Regions from separate parts of the Mus musculus genome. Here region 2 is linked to region 1. A link is a contact called in public promoter capture Hi-C data. All regions are on one chromosome and are shown on one strand. Each heading gives the region's core, a stretch centred on a gene start, on an enhancer-like site or on the middle of the called end of the contact. The rest is flanking DNA. Distances are from core to core; before and after follow the strand shown. Region 1 holds the start of Apc2 (APC regulator of WNT signaling pathway 2). Region 2 holds the start of Gng7 (guanine nucleotide binding protein (G protein), gamma 7).

The links. Capture Hi-C pulls out chosen DNA fragments and counts their contacts.
Region 2: a promoter capture Hi-C map of liver shows a contact between it and region 1. The contact joins the promoter of Gng7 here to the promoter of Apc2 in region 1. A contact is called at or near these places in 3 of 39 promoter capture datasets (liver and macrophages) and 1 of 9 other capture datasets (liver).

Annotation. Positions count from the first base shown.
Region 1 is chr10:80,299,558-80,303,378 of GRCm38.p6, reverse strand. It overlaps Apc2 (APC regulator of WNT signaling pathway 2), which reads right to left and starts at 2,337. Exons shown (of 15, transcript NM_001372241.1): 1 at 2,064-2,337; 2 at 1,401-1,559; 3 at 1,152-1,242; 4 at 885-1,065. The coding sequence starts at 2,156.
Region 2 is chr10:81,013,647-81,017,246 of GRCm38.p6, reverse strand. It overlaps Gng7 (guanine nucleotide binding protein (G protein), gamma 7), which reads left to right and starts at 2,322. Exons shown (of 4, transcript NM_010319.3): 1 at 2,322-2,391.

The DNA.
Region 1 (3,821 bases), core at 1,088-3,587:
TCCTCTCTCTCTCTTTCCTTATTCCTTTCTTTTTAAAGATTTATTTATTTATTATATATAAGTATACTGTAGTTGTCTTGATACACACCAGAAGAGGGCATTAGATCTTATGTGGTTTCTGGGATTTGGACTCAGGACCTCTGAAAAAGCAGTCAGTGCTCTTAACCGCTGAGCCATCTCCCCAGTACAAGACCCCTTTCTTTAAATTTTTTGTTTAAATAGGCTAAGTTATCGGAGTGGGCAAAGGTATTTGTCGGCAACCTAAGAACCCTGAGTTTGACTCCCGGGATTTCCTGGTGTTCTCTGACTTCCACACATGTGCTATGGTGTCCCCAAAGAAATAAATGTGGTCAGGGATCCAGAAAGGAAAAACAATACCAATTAACAAAGTTCTATTTCCATTTTACAGAGCATTCATCTGAGAAGTTGCGCCGCAGAGCGGACTTAAACTGTTTGTCAAGTGACCTCGTGCAACCCAGAGGGGCCGAGCTGGGTTGCCCCCTTTGGTGCTGCCCCCTCCACTGGCCCTGGGCCCAGAATTTTTGGGCTTCTGTCCTTCTATCAACAAAGGCCTCCTTGAGGATCTCTGGCGTCAGGCCTGTTTCTGAGCCCTGACTTTGGATACGGCTCTGTCCCTAGGGACGCCTGTATGTCTCGGCCCCGGAGATGGGGGTGGAGGCTCTTCTCTCCCAGGAGCCTTTCCCCTTGCCAGGAATGTCCTCATATCCTCTGTCCACCAGTTGGGGTCAGCCAGACAGGGATAGAGTGGAGATGAGTGAAAGAGCCTGGAGGTGGGTGTGGCTGGTTGGGGGCGGGGTCATTGCCAGCGACCCAATCCGAGGGCAGAGGTCCCTGGGGGCAGGTCCTTTCCCACGCCCTCTCACCTCTCCTGGTCCAGTTCTTCCAGCAGGCGGATGGTGGCCCGGCTCAGCTCTCCAAAGCTGTCCTTGGATGGTCCAGAGCCGTGCACTGGGCTTCCCTCTGGAGTCCGGGCGGCAGGCTCCGGGCCCAGGGCTGGAGCATGAAACTTGAGGTTGTACAGGCTACTGATGTCAGTCTGAAGAGCTGGAGGGAGGGAGGCACTGGTGAAGGTCAGTGACCTGCTCTTGCTATATCCCTGCTGGCCATGGGCCGTTCTGGAAGTCACTCACCTTTCAGTTGCTCTAACACTTCTGTCTGCCCGGAAGACACGAGCACTCTCGCCTCCTGCTCCAGCTTGCCCTGGAGGTGTTTCAGGACCTCCTGCGGGCATGGTAGGGAATAGGTCTGTGAGCATCAGGGCTGCCTGGACACACAGACATCTGTCACCCTGGCAGTCCACATGCCTTGAGGACCCCTCCCAAGACATCGGTGCTTTCGTGTCTGTCTTTCTGACCCATGCCCTCCATGCAGGCTCTCACCTTCATTCCAGAAGTCTCTGTCTCAAGCTTGGAGAGATGGCTAGAGTTATCCCTCAGCTCCTGCCTTAAGTGAGTGTTCTCGGCCTTCAGGGCCTCCACCTGGCGCACCAGCTGCTCATATGAGGCCATGGAGCTGGTCATTTTCAACTCCTGCAGTGCCTGGGGGTAAGGGGTCACAACAGTGGGTGCTGGTCATCGGCTCCCTCTCAGAAAGTCCTGGAGCAGAGCCCAGCCCTCCCACCCATCCTGGGTGTGCCCTCGAGGCAGGAATAGTGTCAACCAGTCACCTGGGAACCAGCATTTGAGAGAGACATAGAAACAGGAGGAATTGAACCTGGGAGGCTATTTGATGTGTATAAGGCTAACTGATGGGTGGACAGACAGAAAGACTCTATGATACCTGTACTGACAGCCAGAGAGACACACAGACATCTGTCACCCTGGCAGTCTAAGTCAGCAGGGCCACCTGGAGGCCACCAGGCTCACAGACTGACACAGGAGAAGCTGACTGCAGACAGACAGACAGACAGACAGACAGGAGGGCAGACACACTGGGAAGGAGGGGTCACTAGATAGCCCAGAACACCCTGAAGGCCGAGCAGCCTTGGCTAAGAGAGTGATGGGCAAGAGGAAGGGAGGGCGATGCAGAAGACCCCGACTCACCACAATCCTCCCAGGTGTTTGTGTCCTGGGCCGGGACCCCCTGTGGCCCCACATCCCTCCACTCACGCAAGGGTCCCCAGTGGCTCTGTTCATGGCTCAGCAACCTCCAGCCTGGATACCATGCCTCCCTCAGCTCCGTCACAGCCCCATTCTTTGTGCTTCTGTCTGTCTTTTCTTTCTCTCTCTGTCCGGCCTCCTCCCTCTGTCCAGTTGGCCAGCACCTTCTCCCCCAGCTTGGCTCTCCCTCCAAGGCTATCCTGAGACCTCCACGACTGATCCTCCTTCCGTCTTTGTTCCCTTCCGTCTATGGAAGCCCCCTCCCTCCGCCTTTGTCTGAGGTCCACCAATAGCATCCTCTCGTCCTGAGGCACGGTGGAGTGCGTAACACCATCTCATCCTCTCGGCTGCTCCCTCCTCAGGAGCTTCCTCTCCTTGCCAGCCTTGAGGCTTCATCCCAAACCAACCACACCCCCTCCCCTGCTTAGGTGACACCTGCTCCCCCCACCCCCAACACACATAACCTAATGCTCTTTTTTTCCCTTCTTCTCTGGAAAGCCCCGCCTACCCTGATGTCACCCAGGACATGGGTAGAGGGAAGCAGTGAGTGTCTAGGGTCTCAGCCCCTCATCATTCCATCCCCTCAGAGGACCTGCTGTGGACCTAGCCATGCCTTCTGCTCTCTTCCTAAAACAGCTGTTCCCCCAAAAGGGAAACTGAGGTCCAGGGCTGAGGGGTGGGAAAGAAGAGGGGGAGGAGGAAAGACAGACATAATCAAAATCCAGACCCTGGGATGCTCAGAAGTCCAGGCAGTTAGGCAGGCATGGTGGCGCTCACCCATTGTTTCAGCACTCAGAAGGTGGTGGTAGGAAGATCAAGAATTCAAGCCTAGCTTAGGCTACATATTGGGTTCATGACTAGCCTGGGCTACATATGGCTCTGTCTCAAAAGACCAAAAATTAATACAAACAAAGCAGTCCCCTCTCCACGCCTTCTGCATCCACCTGAAGGGTGAGGAAAATCCTGGCCGGTCCAAGGGCTGACAGAAGGTCCCAAGGGAGACCTACTCATGCTTGTCTTTGGGTAGGATGTTAATCCTACCCAAACCAAATTCGGGGTATCCCAGCTAGGAACAAGGCTCATATCTAATCTAAGCCCTGGTTGGAGCTGAAGTCACCCATGCCCTGCCCAGCCAAAAGAAACAGATGAGGCTCGGCAGGTACGGACATCCATCCCCACATGCCAACCTGTGCCGACGTTCTCAGTCCACATTTGATGCCCTTCTTTAATGTACCCTGTTGTTCGGAATCCACAGGGCTACCAGCCCTCTAGGCTGGGTGCATTCGCATTCGATTCTGCACCCCTCTCACCAGGCCACTCCTCCATCCTCTCCTTGCCTGCTATATACTGAAGTCACACTCCCCTCCAAAAGACGCCATCCTTGCACTATGGCTCCTGATGCCCTCGGGATAAGCCTTGACCCCCACAGGCACACTGGAATTCGCTGGGGACAGAGATGCACTCACTTGTCCTTAGGTTTGCACACGAGGCCACCTTTGACTCCGGTAGCCCCACAACCTACATCGTCCTACAGAAAGAGCCGCCTCCATCCCCAGCCCCAAGCTTCCATCAAGAAGCCACCTCGGCAGATGACAGGAAAACAGCAATAAAGGAATGTGGGTTTACGGAGCGATTCAGAGGAGGGAGGCACAACACCCAGAGGTGTGCATCTCTGACTTCCTGTCATCCCGTTCCCTCTAC
Region 2 (3,600 bases), core at 1,073-3,572, 710 kb before region 1:
AGTTGGAGGCCAGCCTTGTCTACACAGTGAGTCACTATTTCAAACAAACAAACAAACAAACAGGGCTGGAGAGACAACACGGCAGTAGAGAACACTGACTGCTCATCCAGAGAACTAGGTTTCATTTCCAGCACCCAGTCCCAAGGGATCCAATACCCTCTTCTGGACTCTGCAGACCACTTGCATACACACACACACACACACACACACACACACACACGGTGAGCACACAGACACATGCATGCACAACATCTTTACACACAAAATAAATACGAACAGTTTTGGAAAAAAATAAAACAAAACAATGTAAATCATGGAAATGAAAGAGTCTAGGTAGGTCAGGGTGACAAGGTCTGGACCTAGGGGAAGGGGATGTGCCCAGGGCGGGCAGCTCCAGCGCTCCCCCTGGTGGCCTCTGGGCTCAGTGCGGTCTCCTGAATCTACTTAGACTCAATTGCATGCCACAAAAGGGTAATTTTTGTGGATCTTGTTTTGAATTACATTTGGGAAATTTGTGTGTGTGTGTGTGCACGTGTGCATGTACACACGCTCCAGTATGTGTGTGGTAGTCAGAGGACACAATGGTCTAGCCTTACTGGAGATTAGATTCTCTCAGGCTCTCAGGCTTGGAGGCAGATACTTTTCCTGTTGAGCTACAAACCTCTTAGTGTTTGTATTTATTTATTTATTCATTTATTTATTTATTCATTTATTTATTTATTTATTTAAATTTTATGTGCACGGGTGTTTTGCCTGTGTGCATGTCTGTGTGAAGGTGTCAGATCCCCTGAAACTGGAGACAGTTGTGAGCTGCCATGTGAGTGCTAGGAATTGAACCCAGGTCCTCTGGAAGAACAGCTAGTGCTCTTAACCACTGAGCCGACTCTCCAGCATTAGTTAGTTTTTGAAACAGGGTCTCATGTTGCCTACAATGGCTTCAAACTCACCCATGTAGCCCAAACTGAACTCAAACTTGGGGCAGTCCTCCTGCCTCATCTTCTCAAGTGCTGGAAGATAGCCCAACTCTGCATCTACCAGGTGAACCACAAACAGTAGTAGGGTCTGGGGACAGCCTGGATGGGATGTGCCAGGGAAGAACACTGAAGAAAGGTTCTGGGCTTTCTCTGAATATAAAGTGCAGTGTTTGTGTGTGTTTGTGTGTGTGAGCACACGTGCATGTGTGTGCCTGTCTGTGCATGTCTGTGGTGGGGGCATTCATATGTGTGTGCATGTATGTGTGTGGATGTGTGTGTGGATGATAGCCAGGTTCCTTCAGGAATGACAAGAGTCCAGGGAGCCGAGCCAGTAGATTGTCTGTCACAGAATGTCAGTCCACACCAGAATCCTGAGGTCACCCACCCAGGGGCTGCACTGGTCTTTCCCTGGGATGGCTGTTACCTGCAGGGATGTTCCAGATGTCTCTGAGGTCACCAAGAAAACTTGTAGAGAATGCAGACCCATGGGCTGGGGCTTCCAGCATGAGTCCCTGGTGCCACTGCCCCCACTGGAGAGTCAAAGTCATCCTCTCCTGCATGGTGAGTTCAAGGCCAGCCTGGGCGGTTTACTGTGACCCTGTCTTAAAATATATATATATGGCTGAAGTTATAACCCAAGCCAAGTACTGCAAAAGCCAAAAAAAAACCCAAGTAACAGAGAGAATAGAAAAAACCGGAGATGAACATCAGAATACAGAAATGATAAACAAGCAAATAAAAAATCAGTATTTCCTCACTATCCTGGGTCTCTGCTCGGGATTCAAACTCGTTCCTTGAAAACCACAAGGGAGCTTCCTGTCCCTGGCTCCCATGGGGTTTTTTGACTGGACCTTGCTGTTCTGTTAGATCTGGGCTGAGATGGGGAGTTTGATCGGTGTTTTCTTACTGCTAAAATGATGCTCAGCGGAAGATGAATATTATCACAATATGGGATACAAATGTATGCAAACGTCATAATGAAACTCATTATACCATACAATAAATACACACCAATAAAATAAACTCGAAAATCCAAACAAAACAAAGCCTGACTTAGTACATGCCTAACGTTAAGCAGCTTCTCCTCAGAGAGGCCCCTTTGATTGCACCATTGATTGCCAATCTTTAGACGCATAACCCCGCCCTCCAGCTAGTGAATGGCCCGTGGAGACGCCATTCCTGGGTTTGGCCCGCCCACTCGAGCCCGAAGCCCCGCCCTGCCCCCAAGGCTAAGCCTACCAGACTGTCGGCCCTAGGCTCCTCCTCTGGACCAACCTCCGCCACCTTGGCTTCTGATTGGTCCGAATGCTACAGAGGCTCCGCCCTCATCGCGGGAGACCCCGCCCCATGGAAGAGCCCTCTCTAGGCCCCGCGGTGCGTTCGGCTGTGCGGCTGCTGAGACACTGGCTGGAGGCAGGTGAGCTCCGCATGCTGAAGAGACTCGGGGTGTATCGGGGAGGAGTGGGCTGCCTCAGAGAGGACGGGGGCAGCCCAGAGAAGTGGGGTGAAGTCAGACAAGAGTGGGGTGCAGTCAGAGAGAGTTGGGGTGCAGTCAAAGAGGAGTGGGGTGCAATCAGGGAGGAATGGGTGGCAATCAGTTATGGAGGAGTGGGGTGCAGTCAATTAGGGAGGAGTGGGGTACAGTCATACAAGACTGAGTTTGGTGCAGTCAGATACGTATTGGGTAAGGTGACAGGAGTGTGGTGTAGTCAGGGGAGTGGCGTACAGTCAGGAGAAGTGGGGTACAATAAGGGAGGAGTGAAGTGAAGTCAGACAACAGTGGGATACAGACAGAGAAGAATGGAGTTCAGTCATGGAGAAGAGGGGTGCAGTCAGGGAGGAGTGGGGTGCAGTCAAGGAGGAGTGGGGCACTACCTGTTTGCTGTTTGGTTGCACACAGTACCAACACCTTGGAGACAAAGACATAGAGCAGGGGGAAGGTACCTGTGTGTCCCTCTCAGGGACTCAGGGTACATAGGCTTAGATCTTGGGGTGCACAAGGCTCCAGTGTTGACTGACTGTTTCAGAAACTTCCTGTGGGAGTGTTAGGGGCAATAGTGTTAAGGTGTGTGGGCAGCTCTCCACTGCGGGGGTGGGATGGGGTGGGGGTAGGGGCGAGGTGGGAGAGAGGGTGACGGTGGCTGGCTGGGGGACCTCTTGTTATAGCACTGAAACTGTTGCCAGGTGTCAGGGAACCAGGCACCAAGTTCACCGGTTTGCAGCTGCAGACAGGTCTAGTGCTCTCAGTGGCTTTGGGACTCTGCTTTGATCTGTTAGCTGCTGTCCCTCAGTCCTCAGTCCCCCCTACCTCCTCATGAGGGCAGGGCAGCTAGCCCTGGGTAGGCTCCCTGCAGTATCTGCCAGGGAAGATATGTGTTAAGGCCATTCTGGTGCAAGCTGTCACAGAAAGACTATGAGGAACCCCCCTTGACTCCCACCATCCTGGGGTGCAAATGAGAATCTCTACCCCGGTGGTGGCAGGCGTGCTCTCCCAGTCCTTAGGAAACTGAGGCAGAAAAATGGAAAATTTGAGGCTAGCTTAGGCTACATAGTGAGTTCCAGGACAGCCACGACTGCAGAGTGAGACACTGTCTCAAAAACACCACAGTCAGCTTGCAGTTTAGTG